2 separate regions of the Mus musculus genome follow, and region 1 is linked to region 2. Evidence: chromatin contacts called from public Micro-C data. All regions are on one chromosome and are shown on one strand. The core of a region is the stretch at or near the end of the contact, and the rest is flanking DNA. Distances in the headings are between cores, read along the strand shown. Region 1 overlaps Ccdc170 (coiled-coil domain containing 170). Region 2 overlaps Rmnd1 (required for meiotic nuclear division 1 homolog).

What was found. A called contact is a pair of places that touch in the nucleus more often than the background predicts.
Region 1: a Micro-C map of brown adipocytes shows a contact between it and region 2, with 1.8 times the contacts expected there. The contact joins two enhancer-like sites. A contact is called at or near these places in 2 of 39 promoter capture datasets (embryonic stem cells and stem cell-derived epiblast-like cells), 5 of 15 datasets of contacts at CTCF or cohesin (embryonic stem cells, large pre-B cells and pro-B cells), 33 of 484 Hi-C or Micro-C datasets (the 3T3-L1 cell line, CD8 T cells, the CH12 cell line and 8 more), 4 of 115 datasets of contacts at active chromatin or transcription factors (embryonic stem cells and fibro-adipogenic progenitors) and 3 of 9 other capture datasets (adipose tissue, embryonic stem cells and liver).

Annotation. Positions count from the first base shown.
Region 1 is chr10:4,550,584-4,556,814 of GRCm38.p6, reverse strand. The region is part of intron 9 of Ccdc170 (coiled-coil domain containing 170); the gene reads right to left. Among named protein-coding and RNA genes, the nearest start is that of Gm22739, 69 kb to the right of the region's middle. Within about 2 kb of position 2,789, at least 40 of the 459 cell types and tissues checked have an H3K27ac peak or open chromatin away from gene starts, as enhancers often do. A contact at or near this core is called in adipose tissue and brown adipocytes, where this site is marked.
Region 2 is chr10:4,404,001-4,409,739 of GRCm38.p6, reverse strand. It overlaps Rmnd1 (required for meiotic nuclear division 1 homolog), which reads left to right. Exons shown (of 13, transcript NM_025343.6): 11 at 1,815-1,935. Among named protein-coding and RNA genes, the nearest start is that of Zbtb2, 19 kb to the right of the region's middle. Within about 2 kb of position 2,374, at least 33 of the 459 cell types and tissues checked have an H3K27ac peak or open chromatin away from gene starts, as enhancers often do. A contact at or near this core is called in adipose tissue and brown adipocytes, where this site is marked.

The DNA of each region.
Region 1 (6,231 bases), core at 1,540-4,039, 150 kb before region 2:
GAAGGGAGACACCAAGCTGAGTGCAAGCAAGCAAGCAAGCAAGCATGCAAGTGTGCACACATTCGCTTCTCTTTGCTCTTGACCGTGGAGGTGACAGACTGGATGCTTTAAATACCTGCCGCTGTGACATCTTTGCAATGATGGGCTGTAACCTGGAACTGTAAGCTAAAATTAACCCTCATCTTCTAAGTTGCTTCAGGTTGAGCTACCTTATCACAGCAACAGATATAAAATTAGGATGGTGGTGCTTTTAGTCCCAGCACTTGAGAAACAGAGGCATTAAGATGGGATGTTCAGGGCCAGCCTTGCCCACACAGTGAGTCCAGATCAGTCTGGACTACATAAGAGATTACCTCAAAAAATCCAAACAAATAAATACAAACAAGCTATAAGACAATAGACACTGAGATGTTTACATTTTAAAAAAATAAAAAGGACAATTATAAACCTTCTCAGGGAGTTGGGGGAGTTAGAACCCTCACATACTGCTGGATGGAATATAAAATGGTGCACTAATATAAAATACAGCTTTGAAAATGCTAAATACATGAACCATCTATCAATCCCCCCCCCATAGCTGTAAGCCAGAGAGAAGGAAAAGCATATGCCCACACAAAAAGTTCATTACTCATAATCACAAGTGGTGACCACCCAAACATCCATCAGTGGATGGATGGGAAAATATAGTATAGCCAAACAATGAAGTGCTTATAGAGCACACAACGAACCCTAAAAAATGCCATGACAAGAGAATGAAGCCGGTTGCCAAAAACCACATGATTATCTTCTTATGAAAGAGACAGAGAAAAGGTCTGAGGCTAGTGGGAAGGAGGAATGGGGAGTTATAATTTATGGGTACAGAGTTTCTTTGGGTATGCTAAAAATATTTTGAAATTAGATACTGTTCAATAAGTCTGTAAATATACTTAAAAAAAACACAGAAATGCATATTCTGAAATGGTGGCACTCATTTGGAAGGTTCCAGAAGACTTTACATGATACAGGAAATCGGTGACTGAAGGGTGCGCTTTTCAAAGCTATACATCTTGCTCAGTACCCTCTTCACAGTCCGCTCCATATCCACCTTCCTCTACCACCACAGTGCTCTACAGACATTCACAGAACCAAGTAGCTATAAACAACTATAAACTATAAACAACTCTGAAACTGTGAGCCAAAGACTTCTCCTCCATCAGTTTGCTTACATCAGGCGTTCCGTGACAGCACATGCTGGCAAGGATGAGGAGGGACACTCCTCAAAAGTCTTACATCTTAACCTCCAAGGAGATACTGTGAAGGAGTGGGCTCCTTAAGAAGTGAACAGGTTGTGTTTCAACAGGAATAGATACCTGGGGTGGTTTGAACAACAGTGGCCCCCATGGGCTCATATGTTTAAACGGTTGGTCACCAGGGAGTGGATGCTTTGATGGGATCAGGAGAATCAGGACGTGTGGCCTTGTTGGAGGAAGTGTGTCACTGGGAGCAGGCTTTAAGGTTTCAAAAGTCCAAGCCAGGCTCTCTCTCTCTCTCTCTCTCTCTCTCTCTCTCTCTCTCTCTCTCTCTCTCTCTCTCTCTCTCTCTCTCCCTCCCTCTCTCTCTCCCTCACCACCCCCTCCCAAGGCTCAAACTGTAAAGGTCTCAGAAACTTCTCTAACACCTTTTACCATCCACCCCACCCATGATGATAATGGATTAAGTCTCTGGAACTGTAAGCAAGCCCCAATTACCAATTAAATGCTTCATTTTTTTTTTTTAAGAATTGACTTGGTAATGGTATTTCTTCACAAAAAAAGAACAGCAACTAAGATGCTTGTATAACAAACAGGAACCAAGCATTGTATGCCCTGATAGACCAGATAGACCTGTCTTGCCCCCTTACACCGTATGAGGACACAGCTAAGGTCTTGTGTGAACCAGGAAGCAAGACTGAGCAGACATCAAATCTGCTGGCAACTTTCCCTTGGACTTCCCAGGCTCTAGAACTCTGGGAACTCTGTTGTTTATAAGCCACCCAGCTTGTGGCATATACTTGAAGACTAAGACATTTTTCTAGACAGAGGCCAACAGCAATAGCAAGCATGCTTGACCTCGTAACCACTGAGCCAGTTAGTTCTCTGGGGTGACACGAACTGTCTTGGGACTCTGACAGCAGCTGTGAGCTTACAGTCTAGAAGTCAAAAGAACACCTTCTACAGCTCTGGAAATATACAGAAAATAAAATGCCAGACCCTGGGATGAGGGCAGCACAGAGAAAGGGGTGAACAAAATGGTGAAGCAGGTACTCAAAATGAGGAAGGCGCAGGTCTGCATGAGCTGAACATGAGCTGAACATGGGGGCTGGACTACTACCTACAGATAAACAAAGAGGCAGAGTTATTATATACCAATGAATAAGGAGGCAGATGTACCAAATCTCAGTAGGAGCAAGCTCTGTAAGGGAGCAGTCTTCAGGCAGTAAACAACATCCAGGGGGAGAAATCTAATGGGGATATTCTCTGTACTGTCCAGTCTGACCACAGAAAGGCTTTGCCAACTCTCTGAGCCTCTCACTAGGGAAGGCTTTACCACAGCCATGGGCTGAGACATGAGTGCCTTGAGATGCCTGTGTTCATGTCAACTGCACACACTCACTCAGGACGTCTCTGGTCTCCTACTCAGAGGACTGCTTGGATTCTTGTCAAGGGACAGGGGCAAGGAAGGGAGCGGCAAGTCAAACCACCAGGACAGAGCTGGAAGCCAGCAGGAATGACGGAGACTCTAAAGTCAAGCCATCAAGCCAAGAGCAGATTCCTTCGAGTGGGGTGGGAGTGAGTTGGTTTCTTTATCCTCCTGAGGGAACTTCTCAGACCAGCTCAGAGTTCAGCGAGTAAGCAATTGGCCTTTAATTTTCCTCCAGCAGGCCAGAACTGGCCATAAACAAGATTAATGTGCCATCGGGAGGCTAGCCAGGACAGGGAAGGTTCCCAGGGTACCATTCATGGTAAACACTGTATGCTAGCTGTTTCCCAGGGAACGACTATGCAATCTAGTGGGCAAGTCTTTCTTACACAGAAGAGTCAAAAGCCCAGACAGAAAGGTGATTAAAGCTGAACTCTTAAGTGTTGGCTGACTGTAGGGTCTAAGTCTCCAGATGCAGTTGTCAAAGACAGTGTACGAAAAACCCCTCACAGCTGTCAAGCAGGGGCCTCTGTATGAAGTGGGGGCAGCAACGTTCTAAGGCAGTGGTTCTCTACCTTCTGAACACTGTGACCCCTCTGTTCCTCATGTGGTGACCCCTACAACTATAAAATTACTTTCTTTGCTACTTCAAAATGGTAACCTTGCTACCCTTATGAATTGCAATGTAAATATCTGTTCATGCCCTGGCCGGGGGTCACGACCCACAAGTTGAGAACCACTGTTCTAGTGTCTTACTGGCCAAAAGAGATGCTGTGTCCACGCAGACGTAGCTCTGTGGGGGAGGTGTCCCACTCTGCAGTCTCTCCTCCCTCTTTGTCCCTCGTAGCACACATTCTGGGAGCTGGTAGCACAGTTACCCTCGCCCCAAAAAGCAAGCACTCTGCCTTTGCAGGCCCTGCCCCTTTGCAGTGAGAAAAGCAGTCCAGGCGGCCTGGGGGGGAATTTAGAAGCATTGACTCCATGGAAGGGGAGTGAAGGGCAGCAGTAGCTGGCTTGGAGCTTGCTCCATGGGGAAGAACTTGAGGGGGGGGAGCTTCTGGGCAATGGATGTACGGGAAAAGTCAGAGAGGAAAGCTTTGCTGCGGCTGGCAGTTATTGTCTGTTCTGATGCTTTCTTGGGAGACCACAAAGAAGACACCACTGGCTCTCCCATGGGGTTTGGAACCGATTTGGAGCCACAGCTCCTACCAGGGTTAGGCCACATGCTACAGGCTGACAGTTAAAACTCTCCACTAGATAGTTAATCTTCCTCTCTTTCTCACCGGCCAGAATTAAGACTTATTCTATGGGCTGACCTCTTTTAAACAAAGTCAAGAGACTAAGTCCCTGCCAATGAAGACAGAGAACTGTTATATCACTCCAAAAAATAGCCAACAGGTTGTTTTTCAAGCCCTTCCTCCTGGCTGGCACCTAGAAGGAAGCTGGAGCCCTAATAAGTGTGTGGGGCTAGGAGATATTTCTGAGGATGAGAGAGGATGGAAGCATTGGGTAGGATGCTCAAGTTGAAATCGGAATAAGCTGGGCTTCTGATGACCATTAAGGGTCCTTGTAAATGTGTCACATCCATCCCTCGCGCGCGCGCGCGCACACACACACACACAGTGCTGAGGATTTTACCTGAGGCCCACACAGGCAAGGCAAGCATACTGCCATTAAGTTACCGCCCCAGCCCTTGACTCTTCAGTGAAAAAATAAATTAACATTCTTCCTGTCTGAGCCTCTGACATTGTGGGATGTTTCTGTGTATTCTGTGGAAACTGGGGGCAGACGGTAAGTCATCTGGCCATGGAGAGGTTACACAAACCTCTTCTACATCGCCTAGAATTCTGCCACAAGATTTCAGTGCCTGCAGTCATTTACAAGGTGATGCTCTGCCTAGCAGTAATTGCTTTACTGATTCCGGGTTAATGAGAAAAGAATGGGGGGGGGGGGGGGTAATGCATAAATCACACATTCACACAGCCTGAAGGCCAAACTACGTCACCATGTGCAAAGGGGTTTTACACTAAGAAGATAAAACATGTGGTGGACCAAACTTCTTCCTTCAGGACACACTCAAAATCAGCCACCACACATTCTTGTTAGTGGTGATTTTGGTGACACAGCATAACCAGTGTTAATATCATTAACTGTTTTAGTTTGAGTCTTCATCCTTTGATCTCTAAATTGGTTCTGGTTTCACAATGGCAAAAACGTAATGTGATTAAGAAGGCTACGTAGTCTTAAGTGTCCTAAGTTATCAGCGTCATAAATTATTCTAAATTTAACACAAGAAGGATGATCTATGCAAAAAAAATAGCTTTGTCTTTCAAAAATACTTCCATAATACTTAGATCTGCATGCCAACATAACTTTCAATTTGTTTTTTCTTGGTCTAGAACTCAAGGGAAACCTTAATACATAGGTCTTACAAAGAGATATTCAGACAACCTGGAGCCAACGACTTCAGCCTTAGTTTTCAACAGACATGGAAATGTACATGAAAGCTGGAACACAAATATTTATAGAGGCTCCAAACAAGAAACAACTCAAACATCTATTAAATACTAGATGGACAAACAGGAGGTGGTACATCCAAGTAATGGATTATTATTCACCCATCAAAAGGAAATATAGTCAACTTGGCTGGGCCACAAATGTCCCACATTTGAGAAAATAGTGTTCTAGATGTTTCCTGGAGGGTGTTTGCAGGTGAGATTAAAAATAGGTCTTTTTTTTTTTTTTTTTTTTTTTTTTTTGCTTTTGCTTCAATTGCTTTGCCAACAGACTCCCACTATGGAGCCTGGGATGTCTTCAAATGCATAATCTACCTCCTGCCTCCTCCTGCCCCCTCCTGCCTCCTCCTGCCCCCTCCTGCCCCCTCCTGCCCCCTCCTGCCCCCTCCTGCCACCTCCTGCCACCTCCTGCCCCCTCCTGCCTCCTCCTGCCCCCTCCTGCCCCCTCCTGCCCCCTCCTGCCTCCTCCTGCCTCCTCCTGCCCCCTCCTGCCACCTCCTGCCCCCTCCTGCCTCCTCCTGCCTCCTCCTGCCTCCTCCTGCCTCCTCCTGCCTCCTGCCTCCTGCCTCTTCCTGCCTCCTCCTGCCTCCTGCCTCCTGCCTCCTCCTGCCTCCTCCTGCCTCCTGCCTCCTCCTGCCTCCTCCTGCCTCCTGCCTCCTGCCTCCTGCCTCCTGCCTCCTGCCTCCTGCCTCTGCGATGTTACAATTATAATTGAGACTCTAAACCTTTTTCAAGGCAGATTTTGCCAGCTAATGTGGGTGGACTCCAATCAAATGGAGTCCTAAGTGTAGGCTAATTAATTAATTAATTAATTAAAATAAACCTCCCCTGAACAAAAGGAAAATCGCTAAGCCAAAGTCCAGAACTGAACTATGTCAGATGTGAACTAGAATGGTACCTGTCCATCTCCCATGTCTGCAGGCCTTTTCCATGGGATGTTTTTGTACTGGCTAATTTTGTGTCAACTTGACATGAGCTAGAGCTACATCCTTCAGGGAAGATGAAGCCTCAATGGGGAAATACTCTCATAAGATCTGCTGTAGGCAATCCTGGGGAC
Region 2 (5,739 bases), core at 1,125-3,624:
AGGACTAGAAAGCAATTAAGAGTCTTGTTGCTCTCCCAGAGGACGTGAGTCTGGTTACCAATACATCAGCTCCCAACCACCTGTACCTCCAACTCTAAATCTGACACCTTCTTCTGGCCTCTAAGGACATGTGTACATGCACGCACAACACACACGCACACATCTGCACAGACACATAGATCTACACACACATAAATAAAAATAAACCCCTTTTTAAAAAGAGATGTAATGATCTGTGAAAAGAAACAAAGCTAACTCTCTTAGGTAAAAAGTTAGGTCTCGGTCCTGCAGTGCAGCTCAGTTGGTAGCAAGTCTGTCTGGCATGCACAGTCCTAGCATGCACAGTCCTAGCATGCACAGAGTCCTGGCTTGGATCCCCAGCACTGCATGATCAGAAGTTCAAGATGATTCTCAAGCTAGTAAGAAAGTTTGAGACCAGGGTAGATTATAAGAGACACACTCTTTCTTCTCAATCAGCCTTGTAGACAAGGCTATCCTTGAGCTCAGAAATCTTCCAGTCTCTGCCTTCCAAGTACTGGAATTATAGGCATGCACCAGTATGCCTGGCTGAGACCTTGTCTTAAAAAAGTTAAAAATTACCAGATACAGTGGTGCATGTGGTGGGAGGAAGCAAAGGCCAGCCTGTATATGCTGCAGTAAGTTCCAGGTCAGCCAAGGTTACAGTCTCAAAATACAAAAAAAAAAACAAAACAAAACAAAAAATAAAGTTGCAAATTATTATATGGCATTATTCCATTTGCATAGCAAAAATATTTTTATTTCTCTTAACATAAACATATATACAAATCTGTACATGGAGAAGCCATCCTTAGAGAGTTTGGAACTGTTTGGTAGGTTAAACAGACTCACCACTGTATCCAACATATTTTTTAAAGAATGAACAGCTACTTGTATTTATTTTACTATGTGTCTTAGTTAGGGTTTCCATTGTTACTACAAAACACCATGATCCAAAAGCAAGTTGGAGAGAAAAGGGTTTATTCGGCTTACACTTCCATATCATTTAGTTCATCGTTGGAGGAAGTCGGGACAGGAACTCAAGCAGGGCTGGAACCTGGAGGCAGGAGCTGATGCAGAGGCTGTGGAGGGTGCTGCTTACTGGCTTGCTTCCCCTGGGTTGTTCAGCCTGCTTTCTTATAGAACTCAGGACACCAGTCCAGGAATGGCATCACCCACCATGGGCTAGACCCACGCTGCTTGATCACTAGTTGAGAAAATGCCTTCCAGCTGGATCTCATGGGCATTTTCTCAACCGAGGCTCTTTCCTCTCTTTAGCTTGTGTCAAGTTGACACACAAAACCAGCAAGTGTGCTGTGCAGCATCAATTTTAAAGTAAGCTCAGACATCTGACACAAAAGGATAGGTAAAAATTAAGTCAGCCAGTGCGGTAGCACACACAAACCTTAATGTTCTTAATACACTAGAGACTGAAGCTGCCAATGCCAAGCTAGCCTGAGCTACATAGTAAGTTCCAGGCCAGGCTAACCTACAAAGCTAGCAGAAAGGGACCTAGTGTATTTTTGCCTGTCTTGTGGTTGCGTAACGACTGAAAGGATATAGAGGGACCTTAAAGGTGGTCAATGAGTGAGATAGGAGAGCTGCAGGTAAGAAAAGTGAGGCTTATTGTGTTACCTTATTTCATCCTGGTGTTGTTTTAGGGTACACAGGTACTTCCCCCATATTTTTTGAAGTTACTTTTAAGAGTGCTCACATGACACTATGAAAATATGGGCTAAATAGTAGCTGATATTTAATTCACCATAAATAAGCTAAGCTGTCCTTTTTTTATTTAGGCACCGAATAAACCTGAGCTCAGATTTCTTGATCACCCCTGACTTCTACTGGGACAGAGCAAACCTGGAAGAGCTTTATGACAAGACCTGCCAGTTCCTTAGCATCACGCGAAGAGTTAAGGTATGGTGCATGCCTATATTTCCAACACTCTGAAGGCAGAAGCAGGCCAGAGTTCCAGGACAGCCAGGGCTACACTTGGGCAGGGTTTCTGCTACAATTAGTATAGCTGAAATTTTCAGCATTTGGAGAAATACTCTTTGGATTACCAGTTCCTCGTGTCCTCTCTGCTGTCACTTTCCAGTCTCTCTTTCTCAGGAGACAGACAGGACAGTTGCTCTCAAGACCAAGCTGGACTAGAGATAAGAACCTGACAGCCTTGACCACCTGAAGGAAGGTATAAAACATAATGGTTACAAGAGGAGTTTTAGATACAAAATACCACACTGTAGCCCAGGCTGGCCTCAAGCCCCATGCTCCTCTTGTCCTAGCCCTAGTTCTTGGGTTACAGATGTGAGTCACATTTGGCTCCACTTCTCAGCTTTCTGTGTCAAAGGTTCACTCCTGAGAGTTCCCTGGTTTCAATGCTTGTTTCCTTGTTTGCTTGGAGAGTAGACATCTCACTGTACTGCCAGGCCGGCCTTGGACTTGGGAATCCTGCATCAGCCTCCCAAGTAGCTAAACATGATTTTTCCTTTGCATGTTACATGTGGTGTGATACTTGCTTGTGTTCATTGTATATATACATGTAGATGTGCACATGCCTTATAGACACTAGAGGGTAACTTCAGTCTTCCTCTGTAGTAGTTCCATATTCCAGATGTCTGAGACATTTGCTAATCCAGGTTGTCTGGACAGATGAAACAAGTATGGCTTTCCTGATTGGAGAGTACACAGGCTGAAGATGAAGATGTGAGGGAGAGACCAGAGTTGTGTGTCAATGAGGCCTCTCCAGCACTGGCATCAGCTAACTGCCGTACAGTTTCCCTAAAACTAGCAGCTGACAGCAGCTTTGTCCTAGTTTCCTGGGCCAGGGCCTCTCATAGAGCTGCAAGCAGTTGCGGCCTGCCTGCCTGGGAAGGACCGGCTTCCTGCCTTTTCACATGGCGGCTCATACACTAAGGTTTCAGCTCCTTACCACAGACGCTTCTGCACAGGGCACCTACTAACCATTGTGTACACGGTAAGGCAGTGCTAGAGAACACATGAGGCAGTGTCTCACTGCCTATTTACAGGCCCAGGCAACTCATCCTTTTTGCTGTGTTCTGTTTAAAACAAGTCGGGAGGCCTGCTGACTTTTTAGCAGCCTACTTCATAAACACTGACCTACATATCCGCATAAGACCCTGGCTACAGAGTGAGTTAGAAGCCAGCCTGGGTTCCATGAGACCCGGTCTCAAAAGGATGTTGATTCCCTAAGTATGGAGTGGCTGGCAGGCGAGTAGCGTGTTGCGGAGGGGTTAGTGAGCTGTGCGGGAGGAAGTGGTTCCGTGAGGTCTCTCAGACTAGGATGCTTAGAATAGGCGCATGCGATGCAAATGCTGTCTCCACTTCTGAAAATAAAGCCCCTTGTGACAAGCTTCTAGGTGCAGCCATACTGAAGTATTCTAGTTTCCCCTTTGATGTCTCTTGGTGTGCTTTGTTATAATAGTCATTACAATGAGATGGAGTATGACTGCCACCAAGATGTAGGCAGCTCCCCCTCTTAGAATTGGCCTGTTCCCACGTAAGCTTAATGAATTGGTCAGGATCTAGCCGTGAGCTCAGGGCTGTACACTGCTGCCTGCACCACCACCACGTTTCCTGACCTCTGCTCTCCCTTTCCTTGGAAATTCTTACTGGATTCATCTAGCTGCATTTCCCTTCCTGGGTCTCCAAGTGATCTCAGGCTCTCTGTACTGACATTCTTAGGTATCCACTAAACCAGCAGTTAGTCTCCTGAGTCTGAAACTGCTTTGGCTTAGGCTAATCCAGCTTTGAACTAAAGAAAACTTAAGTTTAATCATCAAGGGACTTCTTGTTTCAAGATGGGGTCAGTGTAGCTCTGGCTGGCCAAGAACTTGCTATGTAGATCATGCTGGCTCTAGATTCTGAAATCTGCCGCCTGCCTTTGCTCCAGGACTGAGATTTCACAATATTCACCTCCAGGAATGCTCCTTATCTGTCTTATGTGTGTCTGTGCGGAGTCACAGGCAGCTGTGAACTGCTGATAGGAGTTCTGGGGAGCAGCCTGGGTGTCCTCTGCAGGAGCAGTCACACTCCTACCGCTGAGCTCTCTCGAGGCCCCAGGAGTCTTTAACGTTGTTACAGGAACACTGCACAGATTGCTGTTAAAGCAGTAAAGTTGGGGAGGAGCATGCTCTCTGTGCTGTGTACAGTTGAAATGGAGAGAGGATCTTAAAAGATGAGCACACCAGAGGCCAAGACTAAGCAGTGGACAAAGACCACAAAGGACCGCAGTGCCACCCTGACATTTATAGGTTAGAAGCTACAATGTGATTCTATCAACCGCTGTGTTCTGTGTGTTGACCCTAATTGGTAAAGCAGTTAAATGCTCTGTGCCAAACCCTGAATATGACCTGCTATGATGCTACATACTGGAAATCTGGATGCTACACCATGGAATCCCTGCCTAGACTGCTGCTCATACTGGCCAAACCTGCACTCACTAACTATAAATGTTCCGACTTTACAGCTTTCAGAAGTGCACAGGTTCTAAGAAGGTAGATAGCTACACTCACATCCAGGTTTAAAGTCAGATGCTATTTGGTGCAACTCCCATCCATACCCCACTCCAGCTTATCCAAGGCGTCATAACCGAGAACCTTTGCCAGTTCAGCTAGTGATGGTGCCATCTAGTGGTGAGTTTCTGTTACAGGTACTACATGTTTGAGTAAAAAGCCTTATTAGCTTAGCCCCTGTGCCAAATCAGTCTTTTTTTTTTTTTTTTTTTTTTTTTAAGATCATATTAAAGGCAGGTTTATTGGGAATTGAGGCCAGGAGGAGTTGCCATTGGGAGGGATGGGGGACAGAGAAAGAGAGAAAGGGTATGAGCATAGAGAAAAGAGAGAGAGGAAAAGTGCCAAATCAGTCTTTGTCATGCTTAATAAAGTTTCTTGTTCCCGTAACAAAATGCTATTTCTTAAACATCCATCAGTCATGGATTAGTATGCAGGGTTTCTTTTTAAACTGCAATACAAAGGGACCAAGAAATAAAACTGACCTGGTAGTTTAGTTTGCCATCAAGCATGAAGCCTCAAGTTCAGTAGCCAGCACTGATTTCATGTGGTGGCCCATGGAATACCAGCATTCCTGGAGGTGGTAGCAAGAAGACTTAAGGCCACCCTAGGTTACATGAGACCCCATCTCAAAATAAGCGGGTGCGGAGATGGCTTGATTAGGAGTGTGTCCTGTACAGAGTTAAGATCCCAGCATCTGCCGGGCAGTGGTGCTGCACGCCTTTAATCCCAGCACTCAGGAGGCAGGCAAAGTTTGAGTCCAGCCTGGTATACAGAGGGAGCTCCAGGGAAGCCAGGGCTGTACAGAGAAACTCTCTCAAAAGAACAGATCGGGGCTGGGTATGGTGGCGCACGCCTTTAATCCCAGCACTCAGGAGGCAGAGGCAGGCAGATTTCTGAGTTCCAGGACAGCTAGGGCTACACAGAGAAACCCTGTCTTGAAAAACCAAAAAAAAAAAAAAAACAAACCAGATCCCAGCACCCATATAGCTCGCTCACAAACGCTTAGTACAAGCTGGCCCCACAGGCATCTATGCACATGTACATTCATAAACATACACAATAAAACAAAACTGCATTACAAAAAGGTTTCTAGATGGAGTCATTAAACACCCTTTGCTAACCGCTGGTCATCTTAGAGGACTAAGCATAAGAATTTGATGACCTAGCATATCTTACCTGTTTTCTC